6 separate regions of the Mus musculus genome follow, and all the other regions are linked to region 4. The links are chromatin contacts, called in public promoter capture Hi-C maps. All regions are on one chromosome and are shown on one strand. Each heading gives the region's core, a stretch centred on a gene start, on an enhancer-like site or on the middle of the called end of the contact. The rest is flanking DNA. Distances are from core to core; before and after follow the strand shown. Region 1 holds the start of Gspt1 (G1 to S phase transition 1). Region 2 holds the start of Tekt5 (tektin 5). Region 3 holds the start of Rsl1d1 (ribosomal L1 domain containing 1). Region 4 holds the start of Rmi2 (RecQ mediated genome instability 2). Region 5 holds the start of Tvp23a (trans-golgi network vesicle protein 23A). Region 6 holds the start of Snx29 (sorting nexin 29).

What was found. Promoter capture Hi-C pulls out the DNA fragments that hold promoters and counts their contacts. Capture Hi-C pulls out chosen DNA fragments and counts their contacts.
Region 1: a promoter capture Hi-C map of liver shows a contact between it and region 4, with 3 times the contacts expected there. The contact joins the promoter of Gspt1 here to the promoter of Rmi2 in region 4. A contact is called at or near these places in 1 of 39 promoter capture datasets (neural stem cells), 1 of 484 Hi-C or Micro-C datasets (B cells), 3 of 115 datasets of contacts at active chromatin or transcription factors (bone marrow-derived macrophages, embryonic limb bud and memory CD8 T cells) and 1 of 9 other capture datasets (liver).
Region 2: a contact with region 4 is called in a promoter capture Hi-C map of embryonic stem cells, with 2.2 times the contacts expected there. The contact joins the promoter of Tekt5 here to the promoter of Rmi2 in region 4. A contact is called at or near these places in 2 of 39 promoter capture datasets (embryonic stem cells and stem cell-derived epiblast-like cells) and 1 of 484 Hi-C or Micro-C datasets (regulatory T cells).
Region 3: a contact with region 4 is called in a promoter capture Hi-C map of neutrophils, with 4 times the contacts expected there. The contact joins the promoter of Rsl1d1 here to the promoter of Rmi2 in region 4. A contact is called at or near these places in 4 of 39 promoter capture datasets (the C10 cell line, embryonic stem cells, liver and 1 more), 3 of 115 datasets of contacts at active chromatin or transcription factors (effector CD8 T cells, memory CD8 T cells and pancreatic cancer cells) and 1 of 9 other capture datasets (adipose tissue).
Region 5: a promoter capture Hi-C map of hippocampal neurons shows a contact between it and region 4, with 2.6 times the contacts expected there. The contact joins the promoter of Tvp23a here to the promoter of Rmi2 in region 4. A contact is called at or near these places in 2 of 39 promoter capture datasets (embryonic stem cells and hippocampal neurons), 2 of 115 datasets of contacts at active chromatin or transcription factors (bone marrow-derived dendritic cells and bone marrow-derived macrophages) and 1 of 9 other capture datasets (liver).
Region 6: a contact with region 4 is called in a promoter capture Hi-C map of hematopoietic stem and progenitor cells, with 2.2 times the contacts expected there. The contact joins the promoter of Snx29 here to the promoter of Rmi2 in region 4. A contact is called at or near these places in 9 of 39 promoter capture datasets (3T3-L1-derived adipocytes, the HPC-7 cell line, cranial neural crest and 5 more) and 1 of 9 other capture datasets (pancreatic islet).

The regions. Positions count from the first base shown.
Region 1 is chr16:11,253,043-11,255,798 of GRCm38.p6, reverse strand. It overlaps Gspt1 (G1 to S phase transition 1), which reads left to right and starts at 1,474. Exons shown (of 15, transcript NM_146066.2): 1 at 1,474-2,156. The coding sequence starts at 1,802. LOC115488671 reads left to right here and starts at 2,163. Exons shown (of 2, transcript XM_030249388.1): 1 at 2,163-2,756. Mir1945 (microRNA 1945) reads left to right here and starts at 1,354; the gene lies at 1,354-1,431.
Region 2 is chr16:10,394,100-10,396,910 of GRCm38.p6, reverse strand. Tekt5 (tektin 5) reads left to right here and starts at 1,456. Exons shown (of 7, transcript NM_001291001.2): 1 at 1,456-2,058. The coding sequence starts at 1,492.
Region 3 is chr16:11,201,799-11,204,554 of GRCm38.p6, reverse strand. Rsl1d1 (ribosomal L1 domain containing 1) reads left to right here and starts at 1,263. Exons shown (of 9, transcript NM_025546.2): 1 at 1,263-1,404; 2 at 2,098-2,237. The coding sequence starts at 1,300. 2610020C07Rik (RIKEN cDNA 2610020C07 gene) reads right to left here and starts at 1,172. Exons shown (of 3, transcript NR_038156.1): 1 at 808-1,172.
Region 4 is chr16:10,833,715-10,836,414 of GRCm38.p6, reverse strand. It overlaps Rmi2 (RecQ mediated genome instability 2), which reads right to left and starts at 1,356. Exons shown (of 2, transcript NM_001162932.1): 1 at 1,025-1,356. The coding sequence starts at 1,325. It also overlaps the pseudogene Gm17913.
Region 5 is chr16:10,445,911-10,448,728 of GRCm38.p6, reverse strand. It overlaps Tvp23a (trans-golgi network vesicle protein 23A), which reads left to right and starts at 1,367. Exons shown (of 7, transcript NM_001013778.2): 1 at 1,367-1,799. The coding sequence starts at 1,684.
Region 6 is chr16:11,321,521-11,324,220 of GRCm38.p6, reverse strand. Snx29 (sorting nexin 29) reads right to left here and starts at 1,317. Exons shown (of 21, transcript NM_028964.4): 1 at 1,243-1,317. The coding sequence starts at 1,249.

The DNA of each region.
Region 1 (2,756 bases), core at 225-2,724, 420 kb before region 4:
CAACCAGCCAACCAACCGACCAAAACCTAACTAACCAACCACAAAAAGAAGAAAAAAAGAGCTAGTTTGAAGCCTTGCTTTAAAAAGTAATTGACAAAGCCGGGCATTGGTGGTGCTGGCCTTTAATCCCAGCACTTGGAAGGCAGAGGCAGGTGGATTTCTGAGTTCGAGGCCAACCTGGTCTACAGAGTGAGTTCCAGGACAGCCATGGCTATACAGAGAAACCCTGTCTCGAAAAACCAAAAAACCCAACAAAACAAAAACAAAACAAACAAAAAATTATTGACAACTTTGTCTATTACCTCTCTCGTTAGGCCAAATTCTCACTTTTTATTATACAAATGTTTAAAGTCAGCATTCCAATTTAGATATCTTAGATCCAGATTTAAAAAAAAAAAAAACTCGTTGTTTGAACATTTTGAATATGTTACTCTGTAATTTCCAAGTAGGTTAGTTGCATTCTGTCTAGACTCTTTTCAGAGCAAGTAAAATTAAGAGTATACTTTTCTTTGTCTTGGTCTCCATGGGTGAATTACAGGAGCATTTAACAGGTATTTAGAACAGGTATTCCTACTTCGTGCAGTAAAAAATAAAGGTGAATTTTATTTTTTCTTGCTTGTCACTTACCCCACAATTACTAAAATGCAACTTGAAAGTGTGAGATGCCCTCATTATTAAAGGACTGTAAGAATAGCTGACAGATGCGGCCTTTCAAAAGAACAGCACTTTACCTAATGGCAGCTAAGGAACTGGAAGCACCAAAATAGCCACTATTAGGTACCGCTGGGTACACTAAAAAATATGGCAATCCCGATTAATTTGTAAATCTCCTGGCAGGGAGGATGAAAGGACGAAAAAACATTTTAGGTGCGGGCTTTTAATGACTAGTCAAACATAACATGAGTCACTGAAATTTTCCAGTTAAGGATCCTTTTGCCGGACATCCTTGGACCTTTATGAGCCACACGCAGTTTCAGCTGTAACATCTCATGGTTTTACTGCCTCTTCCAAAAATGAATACATAAAAGGAAAGACGCCTCCCGCCGGCTTTGAAATGTAGGGCAAACTCTGGCTGCGGGTGGAGAGAAAGAGAATAAGGTATATAGACTGGGAGACAGAAAAGGCGCCGAAAAGGGAGAAGAAAAAAAAATTCCTCTAGGTTAGGCCTGCGGACCGGGTGTTCTCACAGGCTAGGGTGGATCGTCGCCTCGTGCGGAAGGGCTCGGCCCACCGTCTTGCCCTAGCCGAGTAGAGCCTACCCCTACCCCCACCCTGCGACAGATGGGCCACCAGACTTCTGCCTCCTCGCGCTGCCTGCCGGGAGTTCCAGCCGCTTCCGGTGACGCTTGAGCGCTGAACTCCGACTCCCGTCAGCCCCCGAGAAAACCGCACCGGGTCTTCGCGGGTACTGTCGGGACTTGTAGTTTAGCTATCGGCCGCGCTTCGTAGGCGGAAACGCGGGCGGACACAGACGGGAACTACCGAGGCGAAGGTACGGGTGGTAGCGAGAGGTCAATTCTCTCCAAACGTGGGGTTGGCGGTGAGGCCGGCGGCGGTAGTTGGGGTTGGGTGGGAGGAGATCCTTTCGCACACACGAGGAGGGTTGAGCCGCTGTCGACCTGGTCTCGAGTGTACTGTCTGGACTGTAGCTGCTGCCCAGGACGCCGGCGAGTGAGTCATTGACTGTCAGCTCCCCAGTCTTGCCGTCCTCCCCGGGTCAGCGCGGCCTGCTCCTCCCCGGTCGGCCGCCCCCGCCTCCATTTCCCGCCCTCTCTTCACCACACACACGGCCCCCCCGATCATGGATCCTAGCAGCGGCGGTGGCGGCGGTGGCGGCGGCGGCGGGAGCAGCAGCAGCAGCGACTCTGCGCCCGACTGCTGGGACCAGACGGATATGGAGGCCCCCGGGCCCGGGCCTTGCGGCGGCGGCGGGAGCGGCAGCGGCTCCATGGCCGCGGTGGCCGAGGCCCAGCGTGAGAACCTCAGCGCGGCTTTCAGCCGGCAACTCAACGTCAACGCCAAGCCTTTCGTCCCCAACGTCCACGCCGCTGAATTCGTGCCGTCCTTCCTGCGGGGTCCGGCCCAGCCGCCGCTATCCCCAGCTGGCGCAGCCGGAGGCGACCACGGAGCAGGCAGCGGCGCGGGAGGCCCTTCGGGTAAGTTGCCGGGCTGGATATCCCCAAGGCACGGGCGGCGGCCTGGGGCCGGAGTTCCGCGGTGGGCTGGGTGGAGAGGACGGGAGGCCGGCCGGCCCGCACGTGGGGCGCTGACAGCGGCGCCGGCTGGTCTGGGTGGGGCGCCTCCAGTCTGGGAGCTGCTTGGCTTGGGGCGCCTGGGCCAGGAGGAGCAGAGACCAGGGGACCCGGGGGCGATTGCCCCGCCGCGGAAGGCCGCACGCGGTTCACCCCTAGGCATAGGAACTGTATGGGACCCTGCCAGCCCTGGGCCAGTCAGTGCCACGAGGCCCAGAAGTGGGGACTGATAGGGCTTGAAGTCCGGCAGGAGGAGGGTGTGAAAGTCTAGGGTTTGGGGGACAGGACTTGTCTCTTCGCTGGCCCAGAGAGCTGCTCCTACTGTAGTTTCTACGTTTGGAACTGTAATTGCGTTTTAAGTATCGGTGGCACTAAAGCGACCTGAAGGAATCCCAAGATGCATTGCAGGCTTGTGATCCGCCAGAAACTGTTGGCTGTCAATACAAAGACCTTTTTTCACCCTTAACATTTTGAATACTTGAAAAGTTTTTTAAATGTCACAAG
Region 2 (2,811 bases), core at 207-2,706, 440 kb after region 4:
CAAGGCCACACCTATCCTAACAAAGACACATCTGCTAATAGTGTCACTCCCTGTGGGCCACACCTGAGTCTCTGGGGACCAAGCCTACTCAAGCCAGCACACAGAGCACTTCAGTTACCCATTCCATTTCCAGCTTCTCCCCTCCTCCCATTTGTTGTTCCAGGAAGACTGATGAGGAGGCCAGTTTTGCATTCTCAAAACTGCAGGTTGTAAAACTTTCTTGTCTTTGTGGCCCCATTTTACCTGCCTAGAGTGTTGTGGTTCTCCATTGCAACCACTCCACATTTAGGCTTCGTGATCTAACTGCTCATGCTCGATCCAGTCCGACCACACTCTTCCTGCTGGCGTGAACACTACTGCTGAGCACAACTCTGTGCAATGTATGGGCCATTTTAAAATATTTGATGTTTTGACTCAGTCACATGTAGCCTATGATATCCCCAAACTCATGAGCCTTGGGATATAGTTGATAGAATGCTTGCCTAGCATTGCGGAAGCCCTGGGCTTCAAACTTCAGCACAAACAGTGCAGCCAGCGGCAGAGGCCTGTAATCTCATCATTTAGGAGAGTCGAGAAGGAGAATCAGAAGTTCAAGGCTCTTCTCAGCCACATATCAAGTCTGAGGTCAGCTTGGGTACCTGGAGCCGTGTCTCAAAGCAAAACAAAACAAAAACACAGATAGCTGAGGATGGTCTTCTAGTCCCCACCTTCCTGACTCCATCCTGACTCCTGCAGGCATGATCGAACCTTCTGGATATTATCTTGGGAATAAAGAAACAAAGACAGCTAATGTTGGCCCAGCTGATCCCACAGGGTGAGAGGTGTGGACCATATTAGATTTGCTTCGATACCCAGACTGATCAAGCTCTGGAAAGGCAGATTTTGTTGTTCCAGAATGACAGACATCTGCCGTTTCTTTCGACCCCAAACCAGTGGGATTGAAAAATTCCACTCAAAAAAAAAAAAAAAAAAAAGCCACTGGGAGTGGTGGTGCAAGCCTTCAATCCCAGTACTCAGAAGGTGGAGCCAGAGGATTTCTGAGAATTTGAGGCCAGCCTGATCTACAAAGCAAGCTCCATCCAGGACTATGCAGAGAAACCCTGTCTCCAAAAGAAGCCTTCTTTTCTTTTGATTTTGTGTATTTGTGTTTATCTGTGTGCATGGGCTCCTGTGGAGGAATTAGATCTCCTTGAGCCAGAATTACAGGCGGTTGTGATGTGGTTGCTAGGAACTTAGCTCCTTCGGTTGGGCACTATATGCTCCTAGCCACCAAAACCATCTCTTCAGGCCCTAAACACACTTCTCTTTGTTGACTGCATTTTATTTAGATCATAGGGGCTTCAACCACCTGGAGAACCAGGACCTGGCACAAAGACCCTAACCCATGCTTTATGACACCAGCACTAAGTCACAGAGGCCCCGCGGCTCCTAGCTCTTGGGATGCCCTGGCCCCTTGGGTAAAGTTTTCCCCGGTGGGGCTGATGGGGAAAGATGGAATTTCTTGGAACCACTCAGACAGCGAGTTTCTGTGGCCCCAAGAAAGGCTGTGGCTTGCAGGCGCTGCCCCCTGCTGGGCAGGAACCTGTGGTACAGGAGTGCTACCAACCCTTTCACCTGCCCGGATACCGCTACCTGAACGCGTGGAGACCCAGCGTCTTCCACAAGATCGCCACCTCCCAGACAATCCCCGAGGAATGCTCAGGCATCCGGCGGCCGCCCACCATCCTGCCCTCGCTCCGCTCCGCGCTCTTCTGTCGCTACACCCCAAGGGACTGGGACCGCTCCAATGATCTGCAGATCAGGAATGCAGAGGCCTCGCGGCTCTGGGCCAGCCGGCTGACAGGCGACTCGCTGCGGATCATGCAGGATAAGGACCAGCTGATACACCAGATGCAGGAGGGAACCTCCCGGAACTTGGGCCAGAGGCTATCCGACCTCGGTTTCTGGAAGTCCGAGTTGTGCTATGAGCTGGACAGGCTTCTGACGGAGAACAGCAGCATGGACACCCTCAAGAGGCGCTTGGAGTGCGCTGCTGAGGAGGTGAACTGTCCCTTGCAGGTGAGTGGGGGAAGGGAGACACCACTGCACCTGCTGTTACTGAGTCAAGGTGGCAGGCATCTTGCAGATGGGTTGAATTGCGTTGTCGTTCACGGTCAGATTTTTAAGGTGAAAAAGAGTGGAGAAATAGCTCAGGGCTAAGAGCAGTTGTTCTTGCAGAGGACCTGGGTTCGGGTTCCTAGCACCCACATGGCAGCAGCTGACACTAATTTCACTCTAATTTCACGGGTTCGGAAACAATCTTCTAGCCTCCTAGGGCACTGCATGCTTGTATATATATATATATATATATATATATATATATATATATATATATATATGCTTATATAGACATGGAAGCAAGCAAAATACTCATACACACATAACAAAAATAAATAAATTAAATAATAATTACAATCTCAGTCAACTCAGAATAGCCTCAATCAGATGCGAGTTTTCAGATTGGATCAATTTCCTCCTTAGGTGTGCTGGTCAGGGTTCTCTAAAACAAATACAGACCACAGGGGGATTTACTGGATTGGTCTACACAATTCATACTGAGTAGTGACACATGGCCGTCTGAAGGGGCTGAGAACCCTGTAGCTGCTCAGTGCAATTGTCTGGGTGCCTCAGCGTCCCAGTGTGGTGGTGGAGGCCCAGGGGGGCGGGTCCTAAAGAGTTGCAGGCCTTCAGTCCATGTTGGCAGGCTGATTTCTGAAGGGGAGGAGCAGCTGCAATAGGGTAGGTGGTCTCACTGGAAAGGAATGAAGGCAG
Region 3 (2,756 bases), core at 14-2,513, 370 kb before region 4:
AGACCACCAATGCTCTTTGGAGTGTGTTAGCCTGCATACCTCAAGCCCAGTGTAGCAAGTCACTGCAATATGTTAAAAGTCCATCTTATACTAGATTCTAAATAGCCAAGTAGAAGCAGGTGCCAAGGACTTGTATTCTACAAGTTAAATTAGGACAAGGTCCTCCCTCAACAGACACTAGCAGAGCATGGTCCCTTCACAGGAGCACTTTTGGAAGACATCTGACAATGGAGAGCATTTTATTCCCACACAGCTAGCTGAACCTGTCACTATCCTTAACATTCACATAAAAATTTCTAAATAAATTATGTAACTGTGCCGGTACAAGGTGGGGGCAGGGGACTCGCTCACTCTTGTAAATCTAGCATCTGAGACGTAGAGGAGGAGGCTCACTCGGGTAACCCTGGGTGATATAGGAAGAGTTTGACTTAAGTGGGGGCGTATTGGTGGATGCTTTTAATCCTAGCACTCTGAAACCTGAAGCAGGAGGATCTCAGTGAGTTCGAGGTCAGACCTGTCTATATAGAGTTCCAGAATAGCCAGAATTGCCATAATAGAGACCCTGTCTCAATAATAGAGACCCTGTCTCAATAATACTCTGTCTCAATAGAGGCTCTGTCTCGAACTAATCGAAAATAAAAACTGGTGGTACTATTGAGAGCTCCCTGAACTGACTGAGAACAACCTCGAATACGGGGTATTGGGCACGGTCACCACAGTGGGCATGCTTGGCAACTACTCATAGGACGTTCTGGCGTATTCTCTCCTACACTAAAGTTATCCCTTCACACTCACGCAAGGTCTTACCTGGGCCGAAGCTCCTGAGAGACCGACTCATTTTTTCGTTTCTCGCGCAGCATCCCGCGCCTAGCGTTGGCAGTTTCTCTTTATTTCCTGGGAATACCACCAATTTGGGGAAACCGACGCCTGAAGCCAGAAAGGAATGGAGGAGCCACGGCTTCCCGCTCTGCAGAAGACAGCACGGGATTGAAGAGAGGGCTTTAGTCTCTCCTTAGGGCGCTCGCTCGGTGTCCTCCGGAAGGAGCGACAGGGTTTTTCAGGCCTGCAGCCTTAGAAAGAGTCGGAGGCAAAGGAGATGCTGCCGCTAGAATAACTCTGGGCACAGTCTACGACCGCAACACCATCTACCCAAGAGGGCGGGCCCAACATCTAATTTCGCGCCTCGCCGGAAATGACGTGATACCCCTCCCCCTCGCAGTGTTACTGACTGCTTTCCGGTTCCGGGCCTCCGGGCTGCGCATGAGCTCTGACTTCTACAGGCCTTCCACACGAGGCGACATGAAGGGCTCTGCGTCCGAATCTCCCAGTGCCTCGGTCGCTGAGGCGACCACCACCGACGTGCAAGTGACCCCGACCGCTCTTTTACAGCTGGACAGAGAGCAGGCGAGTGGCTTTTGGGGACGACGATTCGGGAAGCAGGGTGGTTAGGACCCGCGTTCGGCGCAGGGTGTGGGGCGAGAGGCTGGAAATGAAGTGGGCCCGCGACCGCGTGGGCTCTCCGGAGCTCGAGGCTGGCCTCTGGGAACGCACCCAGCGGGCTCGCTCTTCTCACACTTCTGGCCTGTTTGCCTCCTGTGGAAAGCGGGCTTCTGCGCTCGGTTCTGCAGCATCACAGGTCATGTGTCCGTGCACAAAGTGTTGGTAGCAGGGCCAACGCGCCTTTCCTGACCGCTTCCTTTCTCATAGAGGGCAGGAGAAGCTTCCGAATAGTCCTCTTACGTAGAAAGGACAACCTGTAAACAGATTTTGGAAGCAAGTCCTTAGATGTTTTAGACGGGTTCTTACATTGCAATGGGTACAAATTGTAATATCCCGATACGCTGATGAAATTTGCCCAATAGAAAGAGGAGCGCCAGGCTTTGTGGCGCACGCCTTTAATCCCAGCACACGGGAGACAGGCGAATCTTTTGAATTCGACGCCAGCCTGGACTAAGTATTCCAGGTTGGCCAGAGCTATATAGGAAAACCCTCTCTTGAAACGCCCCCCGCCCCCCAAAGGAGCAAAGGAAGCAGATATGTCTGTGTGGGAGCAATTAACATAGATTGAGAAAATTAACTTATTCTCTGTCTCTGCAGATTAGAAAGGCAGTGGAAGTAATATCTAATCGCTCAAAGTCCAAAAAAAACAATAATGAATTGCTGTTGAGTGGGAGCGAAAATTTATTTTTAATGGTGATATTATGGAAAATTCCAGAGAAAGAACTTCGGGTCAAAGTGTAAGTAATTATTTATCTCTTGAGAGTTGTTTGGTTGGATTTTTTTGTTTTTTGGCTGTTTTTTTTTTTTAACATTTATTTATTTTATGTATGTGAGTATACTGTTGCTGTCTTCAAACACACCAGAAGAGGGCATCAGACCTCATTACAGATGGTTGTGAGCCACCATGTGGTTGCTAGGAATTGAACACAGGATCTCTGGAAGGGCAGTCAGTGCTCTTAACCGCTGAGCCATCTCTCCAGCCGCCCACCCCCTTTAATTTTTAAAACTCAGAGTGTGAGTGTAAGAATGTGGGCCACATGTGTCCAGTGCTTGCAGAAGCCAAAAGAGGATGTCAGACCACCTAGACTGCAGAGATAAGAGGTTGTGAGCAGCCCAGTGTTGGTACAGGTGACAGAAATCAGATCTCCTGGGAAAGCAGCAAGTGCTCTTAACTGCTGAGTGTGTACAATCCTGCATTTGGTCTCTCTAGCCCAATATTTTCTCTTTTAGAGCCAGAAGTGGCAGAGGCAGGCAGA
Region 4 (2,700 bases), core at 107-2,606:
TGCAATATCAGCATCTCCTTAGAGGGTATTAGAAACAACTCTTAAGACTCAGAAAACCTGCTGGGCGTGGTGGCACATGCCTTTAATCCCAGTACTAGGGAGACAGAGGTAGGTGGATTTCTGAGTTCGAGGTCAGCCTGGTCTACAAAGTGAGTTCCAGGACAGCCAGGGCTATACAGAGAAACCCTGTCTCGAAAAAACAAACAAACAAACAAACAAACAAAAATATGAGTACAGACTTAGGGCTGGGATTGCTTGCGTAGCATGCACAAAGCCCCCAGTTTGATTCCCAGCAGCGTATGAACCAGATGGAGCAGCATATGCCTAGAATCCTAGCACTCAGGAGATGGAAGCAGGAAGCCCGGGTGTCCAAGCTACACAATGAATTTTAGGTCAGTCTAGGCTAGACACTGCCTTAAAAACACACACACACACACACACACACACACACACACACACACACAGAGAAAAAGACAAGCAGACATTTCCTGAGAAATTATTTTCAAAACATACGGGGAAAAATGAGAAAAACATCTACAGGGATAGAACTGTGACACAGAATTGCAAGGCTCAAAACTGGGAAGGTGGGATAGCCTCGGGAACCTACAGGCGTTTTAGTAGATGTACTTGTTTACTATTCTCGCTGTCTGGGTTAAACCCAAGGACTCATCAATGTTAGGAAGTGCTCCCACCCCAGGCCCTCTTTACTTTTTGTTCTGAGACAGGCTCTCACTGAGTTGCCTTACGTTGGCCTTAAACTCACTTCGTAGCTCAGTCAGGCTTTGAACTTTGCCATCCTCCTGCCTCAGACTCCTAGTATTGGGATGGAAGATGTGTACCTCCAGGCCCGGCTGGAACCTACATCTTAGAAAGCGGGGATAGGTGTTGCTGTCATCCAAGAGGATGGGTGGGGAGTCACTTGACAGGGGCTGGGCCAGGAAGGAGGGCTAGAGCCTGGAGGTGGGACCGCCCCGCCCCGCCCCGCCCCGGGGAGGACCTGCAGAGCCGGTCCCGCCCACGTTACCTGGGAGGAGGCAGGGCCGGCCGCGTGGTACGCGCTCCAGGCCGCGCACAGAGAAGGCTCCGCTCGAGTCGCGCAGCCGGGCCTGGCCGCCTTCCGCCGCCAGCACGGTACCCTGCATCCACACGGCCACCAGCTCCAGCGGAGCGCGGCCCACCGCCGCCCGCGACAGCCGCCACGCGCCCGGGCCACCCTCTGCGTGCCGCCGCAGCTGTCCTGCCAGTACCTTGAGTGGCGGCAAGCGCGGCAGCCGCACGGCCCCGGGGCCACCGGAGGACAGCGACTCGGACGCCGCAGCCGCCATGCTGCGCCACCACCGCTTTCCCGCCAACTCTGACGGACGGCGGGGGTTTGGCGAGCGGCAGCCAATCAAGAGCGCGCCTGCCCGAGGCAGCCAATGGATGGGGGCGGGACAGCCGCGTAACCGCCAGAAGCTGAAAGATTCAACTGAATTAAATAGAAAATAGATACGCTAACAAATGCAGGGAGATACGGAATTTCCTCTCCTAAGGAAGAGCAACGATTTAAGCCATATGTCTCCGTTCCAGTTTACTAAAAAATAAGACGCACTCAACAGTAGTTGTAGATGATCGATTAATTTTAAGAGCCGAAATAAAATGTGCACCCTTAGCAAAACATTACCACACGAAAAGCCGAGATGCAAGTAGATCCCTTGGACCTTTTTGATACGAAATCACATCTACACACAGGAGAGAGAGTTCCAGAGGAATAGTTTAAGCATGGCCCCAAACACAAATTTATGAATGGATTGGTTGTACTCTTTTAATACCTCAGAGATGACGCTGAATATGCGCTGCGCTGGTAACTTTGGTTAAGATATCAAGCATCTTTAGAAATTGGTCTTGTGCCCAGACTACACACACACACACACACACACACACACACACACACACAGTATTCCTGAAATTATAAGAGTTTTATCAGGGGAAATCTTTAAAAAGAAAATAAATACACTTATTTGAATTTAACGATTAAAAAAGTATCAAAACAAATTTTGGTGGTTCACACCTATTTAACTCTAGCACTCACCAGGGCTGGAAGATGAGTTCAAGGTCATCTTTAGCCACAGAGTGAATTGGAGTCCAACCTGGTATACAAGAGCCCTTCCTGGAAACACCATAACAAGTAAATTAAACAATTTCCTCTTTCAGTTCGGGATATTGCTCTATAGGAGAGTGTTTACCTAGCAAGAATGCTCACCAGGCAAAATCACTTGCCACCAAATCTGATATCAGATCAGAGTTCCATTCCCAAAACCCATGTGAGAATTAACTCCCATAAATTGTTCTCTGACTTCCACAAGTGCGCTGCGGCACACGTGCATCCTGGTAAGTTATTCTCTGCTGGTGAAATGAGTCAATTCAAGCCAAATCGAAGTACGCAAAGGCAGGCTTATGGGGAAGCCGCTCTTGGGTCGGTTCTCTGGTCCCAAGGAAGGAGGCCAGGGAAGTCGACATGGGGAGGAAGACAGAGGGGAGGGGGTAGAGAAAGAGTGTGCATGTGCTGGGAGAGAGAGAGAGAGAGAATGCAGAGAGGGAGAGAGAGAGAATGCAGAGAGGGAGAGAGAGAGAATGCAGAGAGGGAGAGAGAGAGAATGCAGAGAGGGAGAGAGAGACAGGTGGGTATACAAGGTGCAAGGTAGGAACTAAGGGATGCTG
Region 5 (2,818 bases), core at 118-2,617, 390 kb after region 4:
GGCCCTTCCTCTACTCTGCCAGGTGGGAAGCCGAAGAGAAGGCCCTGGGTCTGACCCTGGGAGCTTTGGCAATCTGCTGTGCTGATTTTAGTGGATCATCTTATTAGTTGAGCAGCAGAGGGCTTAGAAGCTACTAGAACTGATGTTGGTTTGGAAATATATACATATACATATACATATACATATACATATACATATACATATACATATACATATACATATACATACAAACACACAGACATGTTTGTGTGGGGTGTGTGTGTCACTGGGGATTGAATCAAGAGTCTCTTGTATGCAAGACAAACACTCTAGCACTCACTAAAATCACTTGCTTGTGCATATGCCCACCCCACCCCATCCCCCTTCTACCTCATTTTTAAAATAAACTTTTTGAGATAGGATCTTGCTAATTTGCCCAGGCTGGTCTTGAACTTGTTTTGTATTTTAGGCTAGCCTGAAATTTGTGATCCTCCTGCTTCAGCCTTCCTAAGTACTGTGATTACAGGCCAACATTGCCATGTCAGTCAGAGTTTGAAAAACACTTCAAAAGGCTTGGCCCCTGAGATGGTCTTCTGTCATAGAAGGAGTCCCCTTTCCCTTCCCCCCAGACAGCATCTCTGTGTCCTAAAGAGTGGTGTGTGCAGCTGGCAGCTCTGGCACAGCTATAGGATTAAAGGTGAACCAGCCCCTTACTGCGCTCTAGCCAGGGCAGGAAGGAACTGCCCTGGAGCTTGTGGCTCGGTATCCCTGAGGGGGTCACCAGGAGTCAGGCTAACACCTGGTTGTGGGGGAGGGAGAAAGGGGAACCATGAAGCAAGACTAGCAGCTTTGGCTTCCTGTCACTCAGCTCTGTCCCAGGATGGCAGGGAGGGATATGGGGGCTAAGGGAGATTGTGTAGATAGTGGGGTGGGAATTGGGAAATGGCAGGGGTAGGCCATAGAAGAGATTCTGCGACTCTGTTCTGGGCCAGGAGAAGGCCAGCAAGGCCTTCACATGGCTACAACTACTCTTCTCTGTGTGCCCATTTCTATGTCAATACTGCTGTTCCCAAGCCACGCAACTAGATCCTGATCACAGCTGTTTGTTTATTTATTTGTTTGTTTCTATGCAGCCGGGCAATCTTCTGCTTCAGATTTCCAAGAGTCACAGGCTTGCACTACTATGCCTGGCGCAGAAGAGTTTGCTTTTTATAGAGCCAGCAAACTCTGCTTCCAACCTGAGCGCTCAGCTTCTGGATACTAACTTACATTCACGTCCTGCACCCTCCGTGTTGAACTCGGCTCTCAGTGTATCCCAGCATCCTTGGGTATCCTCTCTGGCTCCGCCCCAGTCCGCGACTGCGCACTGCACAGAGCCCCTCCCCCCATCGATCACTAGAGCTGAGCTAAGGCTGGGAGCATCCCACAGGCGGGCTCCCTGCTGGGCATCCTAAACTTTGGGCGGTGAAGGGCAGAGCTGGAACCTGTGCTATAGTGTCAAGTGGTACCCAGGGGGATGAAGCAGGTAGGGCTGCAGAGATGCTGCATTGGGAGGTAGATGCACTGGCCTTGAAGGCTAAGCCCCCGAGCAGTAAGGAGGGTGGGGAAAGCCTAGGGAACTAAGGGAATAATGCTGGGAGGAGCACAGAGACATATCCAGGGAGAGAGGGCGCTCACGCCCGAAGGCCTCCTGTGAGCTCTGGGATGGCCTGCCATCTATCTGCTCCTGCTGTTCCCCAGGGCCTAGGGGATGATACTGAGGATGTGTCCCTGGACTTCGGTAATGAAGAGGAGCTGGCCTTTAGAAAGGCCAAGATCAGGTATGTTGACTTATTTGGTCCCAAGCTGCAAATTCATTCATTCGCCAACTCATTCATTCGAAATACACGGAACAACTGCTGTGTGCATGAGTTGTACAGACCCTGCCCCCTTGGAGCCTAGAGCTTGGGGGCGGGGCAGCTGATTTATTAGGCAAAAATGTTAAGAGGGTTAGAAAGAAACTAGCACGGTGAGGTAAGAGAAGGTTCCAAGGGTTGTTCTCATGCTCTAGCACAAAGGGGCGGGGCGGGGGAAGGGGTCTTTGAGGCAGTGACTTTTAAGCTGAGACTGGATGCTGAGAAGCCGGCAGCCACAGGAGGCTCTGGAGGAAGAGAATTTGGGCTAAAGGAACAGGAAGTGCAAAGGTTCTGCATCCTTGTTGGAAGGTCAGATATGGCAGTGTAGGAGAGGAGTCAGTCTGCAGCAGGGTAGCTGCGAAAGTGCAAACCCCTGAGCCTTCAAGAAACAATCACAGCTCAGCCACGCCCACTTGTCCATCCCACTCGTCCCTAGCATACTTAGAGGCCTGGTACCTAGTGCTTTCTCTTTATGTTTTCTGGTACTGGGAATGGAACAGAGGGCCTTGTGTATGCTAGTCAAAAGTGCTACCTTTCCGCTACGGTTATTTTGTCTTCCTCTTCCATTAGATCATCCGACCCAAATACAACAGTCTCTAAGAATGAAATTAGTACGTGGTCACTGTAACAAATTGTCATAAACATGCTAGTTTCATGTAGTTCAGTTGGTGGAGTATCTGCTTAGCACGAACAGACCTCTGGGTTCCATCCTAACCACAGCATCAACGAGGCATGGTGGTGTGCACGTGCACATGCGCTCCTGTACCTCTCAATAATAAGGGCATTTGTGACAATACCGCAACCCTACTCAGCAACCTAGGGTAATTTGCACCTTTACAATGTGAGGTCTGGGCGTGTAGCTCAGTTGGTAGAGTACTTGCCCAGCATGCATGAAGCCCTGGGTTCTAATCCACTCCTAGCTCTAAATAAACTGGGCCTAGTAG
Region 6 (2,700 bases), core at 68-2,567, 490 kb before region 4:
TCCATTAGTCCCCTCAATAAGACCACAGTTCCATAAACTTTGCTCTTGAGCAACAAAAAGCATCTAACGTTTTTTTAAAGATGCACAGAAATAATTTAAAAAACAAAAAATTAAGACTGCCCTTTGCTCCTTTGCCCTAGCACCCTCTCCGCTCCATGAAACACCTGAGTGCAAGTCTAGAGACTGGGTGCAGAGACGAAAATCCAGCTGCACAGTAAGAAAAAACAGAAACTACGAGGGTAGGCGGGTCCTCCTAAGGGAATCCAGATCCCTGAGTCCAGCAGGAGAATCAACAGCCAACACAAGCCTTCCCTGAGTCACTCCCATCTCCACGCGCAACACCCAGGAATGACTTAGCACCAAAACATCAAAACATCATCAGGACTCTTCAGAGGGAGGCTTGAAGACACAGACTCCGACAAAGGGACTAAACTTCGGTATCACTGAGCACAAGCCGTCACAAGCACCTGCCTCTCACTTCCAGACTCCCCACCCGCTCCACCTCCCTGCTGGTGGTATTGGCTTGGGCAACGCTTGAGCCCCATTTAGGTTCAGCATTGGGCAAGAAGGAAAGGGCTTCAGGACACAACCGGAGACTTCAAACGATGAGCTAGAGGAAGACATGGAGAGAACTGAAGCATGAACTAACAGCCCAAATACAAAAGGCACAACCGGGAGAGGGACGCTGCGAGGCTAACTGGCCAGCTCTGGGGACACAGGTGCAGGGAAGAGGAGGGAAGAAGACAAAGCTGTCCTAACACTGAGACCTCTGGGGACCCGGAGCTGTCGCTCTGGTTTGCTGTGTGTGACAGGGGTGTCTAGAGATGCTCTTTGCCTTTGGAGAAAGAGGAGTCACTGGGTGGAAGAGACCTGGAACAGAGAATAACTAAAAACCAGGGGCTGGTAACTGGAGCTGAGTCCCAGGAGGGTCACGGGAGAAAGAGGGACTAAGGCAAGTACCAGAGATCTGAGAATCCGGGGTGCGGAAACCTGTCAAAGGGATCGGCTGTCTGGGAGGGAATTGGGAGCAAGCTCTGCTCTAGGAGTTGGCTGTCACTGGTGAGGCAGAGGGACAGGAGCGCCAGCCCCGGGATAGTGGGAGCGGTGCAGGAGACTCCGGGCCAGGGCTCCGAGCCTGCGAGCGACCCCGCGGGGGTCTGCAGCGTGTGAGCACACCGGGCCCGGAGCGTGCGGCTGCAGTGGCGCTACGGGGCGGGTGACAGCAGCGGGGCCGCCACTCACCGCTCATGTTGCTGCTCCCGGGGCCGCCGCCTGCCTTGCCGCCGCCGCCGCGTCTGCAGCCGCCGAGCTCCACACAGGCCGGGAGAACGCGCGCCCCGCCCGCTGGCCCCGCCCCGGAAGCAGTGACTCTCCTAGGGCCCGCCTCCCGACCCGGAACCAAAATACTCGGGCAAATCGACGCCCCAGGGTAGCAGGGAAGAGAACCGGCACCTCACAAAATCAATGCCTCCCAATCCCCGAGCCAAGAAAAAGACATCCATTTAGACTGAAGTTCGGACAAGGATGCGATATACGCGTACCGAGAGCTTGGAGTAGTGTGTTGCATGTCCGTCAAACCAGCACTCGGGGGAAGGCAGGTGGATCAGAAGTTCAAGGTCAACCTTGAACTACTCAATGATTTCGAGGCTAGATGGGGCTGCTTGAGACTGTCTCAAAGAGAAGAGAGAAAAAAAGAGTAATGGGCCTGCAGGGCCTGGTGGTACAGGCTTTAAATCCCAACATTCAAGAGGATAAGTCAGGAGCCTGAGCTGCAAGAATTCAAGAGCTGTGGATGGCCGGCGTGGTAACGCACGCCTTTAATCCCGGATTTCTGAGTTCGAGGCCAGCCTGGTCTACAAAGTGAGTTGCAGGACAGCCAGGGCTATACAGAGAAACCCTGACTCGAAAAAAAAAAAAAAAAAAAAAAAAAGTTTGGTAGAGAGGGCACATGCCTTGCATGCAGGAGGCCCAAGCTTCAACTCTCTGTACAAACAAAAACAAAAGGTGAATTCAAAGCCATTCTGGGTAACTTCTCAAGACTCTCGAAATAAAAAGTAAAACCGGAGTGGTAAAACCGGAGTGGTGGATATAGTTCAGTAGTTGGAGTAGCACGTGCAAGGCCCTGCAGGCAGGAGAGTTTGTACTTTCTTGATGATGGATGTGGGAATAAAAGTGCAAAGCACAGTGATGCAGTCAGAATTTGAAACTTCACTTACAATCCTGGTGTGACCATGCACACCTTTAATACCAACATTCACAGAAGAATCGAATTACTGCCTGAGGCACTTGGGAGAATTTGTGGTGGGTGTGTGTGTGTGTGTGTGTGTGTGTGAGAGAGAGAGAGAGAGAGAGAGAGAGAGAGAGAGAGAACTTTCTAGAATGAGAATGCATTGTAATGGGTCTGAGGAGAATGACAGTGGGTCAGTGGGTTAAGGGAACTACAAGAGTTGTCCAACTGACTCTAGGCAACAGTGAGAGGAAAGGTGGGTAGGTGCTGAGAGAACACAAGAGCTAAATTCACAGCAACTGTGAAATCCAGGGTTTTGCCCTATTTTAAATATGGAGTTGAAAGACTATTTTGCCTGCTGGATATGAGGCTGGAGTCACCCAGCCTGGAGAACTTAGGCTCTTGATCAGAAATAAGAAAATAATGAAGAGCTAGAAACTGTAGTAGCTCAGTGGAAGAACACATGTGTGCCA